Linked DNA regions of Mus musculus: region 2 is linked to region 1. Evidence: chromatin contacts called from public Hi-C data. All regions are on one chromosome and are shown on one strand. The core of a region is the stretch at or near the end of the contact, and the rest is flanking DNA. Distances in the headings are between cores, read along the strand shown.

The links. A called contact is a pair of places that touch in the nucleus more often than the background predicts.
Region 2: a Hi-C map of muscle stem cells shows a contact between it and region 1, with 2.0 times the contacts expected there. The contact joins two enhancer-like sites. A contact is called at or near these places in 3 of 15 datasets of contacts at CTCF or cohesin (CD8 T cells, the NIH/3T3 cell line and large pre-B cells), 9 of 484 Hi-C or Micro-C datasets (CD4 T cells, CD8 central memory T cells, DN3 thymocytes and 6 more), 8 of 115 datasets of contacts at active chromatin or transcription factors (CD8 T cells, a beta-TC-6 cell line, effector CD8 T cells and 4 more) and 1 of 9 other capture datasets (liver).

Annotation. Positions count from the first base shown.
Region 1 is chr10:14,016,610-14,019,405 of GRCm38.p6, reverse strand. All of the region lies in intron 1 of Hivep2 (human immunodeficiency virus type I enhancer binding protein 2), which reads right to left. Among named protein-coding and RNA genes, the nearest start is that of Hivep2, 52 kb to the right of the region's middle. Within about 2 kb of position 1,470, at least 168 of the 459 cell types and tissues checked have an H3K27ac peak or open chromatin away from gene starts, as enhancers often do. A contact at or near this core is called in CD8 T cells, Th1 cells, muscle stem cells and 3 more, where this site is marked.
Region 2 is chr10:14,084,740-14,087,665 of GRCm38.p6, reverse strand. All of the region lies in intron 2 of Hivep2 (human immunodeficiency virus type I enhancer binding protein 2), which reads right to left. Among named protein-coding and RNA genes, the nearest start is that of Gm51759, 41 kb to the left of the region's middle. Within about 2 kb of position 1,360, at least 164 of the 459 cell types and tissues checked have an H3K27ac peak or open chromatin away from gene starts, as enhancers often do. A contact at or near this core is called in CD8 T cells, Th1 cells, muscle stem cells and 3 more, where this site is marked.

The DNA of each region.
Region 1 (2,796 bases), core at 221-2,720:
TGATAGGTTTTTGCCATTAGGAAGGCTCATGTGAAAGGAAGAGACAAAAATAATTACAAAATGTCCCATGCCCACTTCATGGAACAGAATGAAACCAAAGAGCTATGAATAAAATACTTCCAGACAGTTTCTTCACCCCACACTTCTTTCTCAGGGTACCAGAGGCAGAGATTATCTCCTAATTTGGTTCCTAGGAAGCAAACTATCAAGAAAGTTGTTGCAGTAAGACTGGTAATGCTACATTAAGAGAAAATGCCCTGATTTTGGAAGGGGTGTGTGGGGGAAATAACAAAATTGGTAAGCAAAATCAGTAATTTCTTTTCATAGTGGAAATCGTCTTAAAAGACCAGAAAAGTAATTCTACCTAAATGAGTAAATGTTATAATTGCATTTCAGTAAAAAGAGTGTTTACATTTTGTCTAATTGGCATTTAAAGAAACCAAAATCATCACCAGAAAGATCGCCACCCACAGAGGCAGCCTAGTGTGCCCTGCCTCACATGTGACCCCCACCCACCTGCTTAAGCCCCGCCTTCCTTCACGCCACAGGAAATTGGGAATCACTTCTGCAAACAAGTAGCAGGAGGAAATGATAAAGACAGGAAGATAAAGAGGAGGAAAGAAGTGGTGTGGAGACAGACAGACAGACCATTTGGGGGAGAGCACACACAGCGTTTTAGATATTGGGGCCAATCTGGCTACAGTTTAGTAATCTTACATTCGTTCGAAAGAAAAAAAAAAGTGGGAAAGGAAGCAAATTAAAAATTCCTGTGTGTTAGTTATAATTCATCTCCACACATATACACAAATGCACAGGTCTCCATAGCTTGTCAAAATAAGGTGCAGGTTAAAAAATAAAATCAGTGCTACATGGATAGCCAACTAAACTCAAACACAAAATTCTTATCACTGTGCCTACTCAACATCTTAAAATTTAGAACCTCTGCTCTTATTCATGGCTAACAACAGCAACAACAATTCAGCTGCTCATGGATCTTTCCAGCAGATATGAAAGGCAACCTCTTAACTAATTAGAATCCTATGCAGCTCTATCCAACCCAGAGTTGCCACCCTCCTCCCCCAGCTGCCCACAGCGGGGGTTCTAACTATCCACTTTCTCGGTCCGGAAATGCACCTTTCCCCACAGGCAGCCACAGCGAAGAGCTAAGGAAAGAGCTGAGCCAGGGATTCGGCTGTTCACAAAAGGAATTCCCCTCCCTTCCCCTCTTTCTCCCTCCCCCTTCTTCTTCTGTCCCTCCCCCGTCATCACTGGTGAATAATATCCCTCACTACCTGCCTTGATCAACACCGTGAGCCCCTGTCTTCAGGCATGCAGGGAATTTAACAGCCTGGAAATTCCTGTTGTCCACTCGCTGAGGTCACAGATAAAGCTAAACAACAGCCGTGGCTCCCATCAATCATAAGTCACTCGCTGGGAGAATGTATGGAAGGAGACCTGATGTAAGCGAGTCACCAGAGAAAATACCCACTGATGACGCATATCCAGGCATAAAAATAGTCACAGGGCCCTCAAAGGGATTATTCAACAGCCTACATTTAGACTTTCTTACAACAGACCTGAAGTCAATGTGCCACAGTAAGTGGCTGAAGTTTAAGTTCAACAGACAGAACCAGGAATAGTTGCTTTAAACATGCTCCCACCGTAACAAGCTGTTTAGTAAGTTTTAGCATCTCTTTCTAAGCATCAAACAGTACCAACCAGCCATCTCACAAAATGCCACAGCATTGTTAATTCTACTCACAACTTTCAAAGCACAATTTCTGCTTATAACACACATGGCCTAAGAACATTAGACTCAAGCAGTCCAGAGATACATTGTCACCACAGGAGATACATAGTCACCACAGGAGATACATAGTCGCCACAGGAGATCCATAGTCATGGCTGTTTCCTCAACTGAAGGTAGGAAAATAGTACAAACTGCAGTTGTGAATCTTTTGTCTCTGGAAAACATGCTTTTAAGTGGAATAAAACTTAATAACAAGGTACACCACAGAAGCTGACATTCTGCTCCCTGTCTTTGCGGTTATAATTGTTCAGAAGTGGTTGGATCATTTATAGGAATAATTATGGTGTGTGTTACATACACCTGCTACATGTGGAACATTTATGTGCTCATTAAGATTAATAGCTCATGAGCATGACCACTGTTCAACAAATGGGTGCATGAAAATAAGAAATGATGAGATCTTAACCAAGCAAGTGACAAAATATTAATGATGGCATAAAGCCTGGATTGTTAGGTTGTTGTTGTTGTTGTTGTTGTTTTATGAGGAGAAAAATATCTTTTTACGTGTATCACAATTATAATAATAATTCAAGTTATTTGTTCCTTTCCCATCCTACTCAAACATATGTGCAGCTTGCAGATCAGAAAAGGCTGGATTTTGACATATTTTCTATCTGAATATCTAAAAATGTTCCCCTCCAAGTTTCCTACGGCGAACAATGAAGGAAACTGGCTATCACAGACCCTAAAATTCAGCCTCAGGATTTGAACACCTCGCCTGCTTGCTATGTCCTCCTCCTTGTTAGCCTTACTTGGCGATTCTCCGAATAATGCAGATTTCCACTGTTGTCATGCAAATTTATCAGCCACACAGAAGGGATCTGTGATAGAGTTGATCTCAGTACCTGATGTTACTGGCTGCCCTGCCTACACGACTAGCAAAGGGCTCTTAGCAACAAGACTGTCACTCTGACAGAGCATTGCGGGCTTTTGTTTTAGAAGTATCTGACTTCTCTGGAACAGCAAAGGTGACACCTTTCTCTACT
Region 2 (2,926 bases), core at 111-2,610, 68 kb before region 1:
TCGGTGGAAACCTTAACTGGAAAAAGCCAGGTAAATGGCAGTGAGAAATGAAAGATTGTCTTCGGGCTGCACATAAGCATGCACACATACATGTATACACCTCCACCCCTTCCCACAAAAACGCTTGGCTGCGGCTCGGTGGTAGAAAGCACACTTTCAGAACCCCATTCTTACTTATTTCACTTTCCCTGTAGAGTAATGCTTTGTTCATTCAGAGATGACAGGCAGTTACCATGTAGTAACAACCCCAGGGTCAGACCTAAATTCTTCCACTTCCAGCAAACGCTGGCCCCTTCCCAGCATTGTGTACAGGAAGTGCACAGTATCTTTAGTACTAAGCTGGACTTTATGTTGAGTGTGTCTTACAAAAAGAGAAATAAAACTTTACCAATAAGTGTAAGATCACTAAATTCACACTTTTCCATGTGAATGGTGAGAGCTAACATAATTTAAGAGTAAAGAATTATCTAAACCAGTAGAGGAACACCATGGGCAAAATGTGTATGTTTTAGGTACCCGGAGGAACTGCACAAAAAAAAAAAAAAAAGGTATATTAAGAAGTGACATTTAAATTAGATCTCAAAGCACAGATGAGGACATAATAGGTAGATCAAAATTATATCTATATAACTTTCATCTATCTATTCATCTGTACCTCATAATTAGATAGATAGATAGATAGATAGATAGATAGATAGATAGATAGATAGATAGATAGATAGATAATACTGATATAAATAATATAGATAGATGTATTTAATAGATGGTAATAAAGATGTACTGGGCCTGGGTTATTTGCCAGGCTATAGAGCTTGATTTTCCTCTACTGCCACCACTTGAAGGTGACACTGAAGAAGACAGCTAAAGAGACATGGCATAGTGTCCACGAGAGACCCTGCCTCAAAAAGATAAGGTGTATGTATGACACTTGAGGTTGCTTTCTGGCCTCAATGCAAACGGACACACTCATATATACAACCAGCCCCCACACATACAAGTCAAACACACATGAAAAATGCCCATGAGAGATTCCGTTTCTTCTATAAGAAAATGCATGTCTTATGTAACAAAGAAGATTAATACATTCAATTAATAATGTCATGGCTTGAGAAAGAGACACTTGCGTGGCCCTTACCCAGGTTTCTAATAAGGACAGGATGCTAACAGTGAAAGGACCATTTAGAAAGCTGATTTCCTTTCATCGTGCCTGTTAAGTGTTTACTTAATTCACATCCTGTGTGACCCTATGGGAAAATTTTTAACTACTGCTGGGGAAATCCCATAGGGTTACGCAGGATGTGAACTGGGCTTGTGCTGAACCACCTTCAGCTTGAAAAATAAACTGGACGAGGTGAGTTTCACTTTCTGTTTGTCATAAATTCCACACTCTACCTCCTAAAGTTCACATTCACAGAGCATCGGCCTCTCTGGATGGCAGGCCAACAGAAGGCCTGCGTTCTCACTGGATCTTTCAAATAAAACTTGTAGAAAGAATATTCCTGTTCTACAAGCGGCACAAGAGGCAAGTCAGTGCCGTCGATCAAAGGCAGTCAGTGGAGCACTCCCAGAATGCTCCTGCATACCTGCAGCACACACAGGCCAGCTGCGCCTTTCCAGTTCCTGTGAAGAATGCACAGCAAACCACTTCCCCTATAGAAAGAAAGAAAAAAAAAAAAAAAAAAAGCAGCCCAACTTACTTGCTGATGGAAACAGTGTCATACTTTCCACTGGCCAAGCTTGAAACCATTACTGATTTAACCTTCATTAATTTTTCCACAACGATTTGCAGAAATGTCAGGAAGCAGCTGTATGAAGACTGATTAATTATCCTTATCATGGCTACTTCGCCAGGCACTTGTACCCCCCCCCCCCACTCCTATTGATACATGTATGTGTAGAAATATCTAAATATATATTCTAGCATGAAAATGAAAGTCAGCCCTTTGTCCTCTGTTGGTTGAGATGGGTGGTATGGGATGTGTTACTCTGAAAATCTAGATTGATCTGCGCTGTCTTTCAAGGGCCCAAATCTGGATCTGGAGGCAACCCCATGAAATTTGGGACAGTAGCCATGAAGGAAAAGCTTGCTTCCTGCCGATTACTCAGATCTGTTCAAACAGACGCTAATGGATTCATGTCTTAGAGCAACACTGCATGTGTTAGTCAATCACAGAGGCTCGAATTCACTTCCGAAATGTGAATTAGAAAATCAAATGCCCTTTCTCTACTTTTTTTTTCAACTTTTCTTTCCTGCCTCATCATTTTAGATTGCAGGGTACCATCTGTCTCACCCCATCAAAGAACACGCTCTGCATGCCTGGCACAGACGAGGGAGCAGCACACCTCACAGCCCCACGTGTCAACCGCCGAGCATCGTTAAGGCAGGTTCGCCACCCAGTCTGGCCATCTGGGTGACTGGTTCAAGCAAGTTTGGCTTCTCGGGCAGCACTAATGTCAAGTAATACTCAGGAAGATAAACACTGGCAAACTTATTTTCCCTCTAAGACACAGGAATGTAGACAGAAATGTCAACGTGCACCTACTAACGCTGCCAACTAGAAAGCTTCAATAGCAAAGGCTTGTCACATCCCTGAAATACGAAGACAGTCCAAACCTGGCACCTTCCATAACAACTCCAATTTTAAGTAAGAACCTGTTTTTCCTGCCCTCATACTAAAAGGCAATAAAGTGGAACAGGCTTAGAACCAAATGACAACAGTATCTTTCAGAGAGACGGGGAGAGGCCCTCCTAAGACTACATAGACAACACCACAGACCATCCAAAGGCTCCCTTCTTACAGACACACTCATTCCGCAATCCAAAGAAACCCTGGTGTACAGCACTGATGTAATAACAAGAGGCATGCGACATCCAGGCCAGATCATGCGGATCTGGGCCAGAATATCAGCTTTGAATCATATCCCA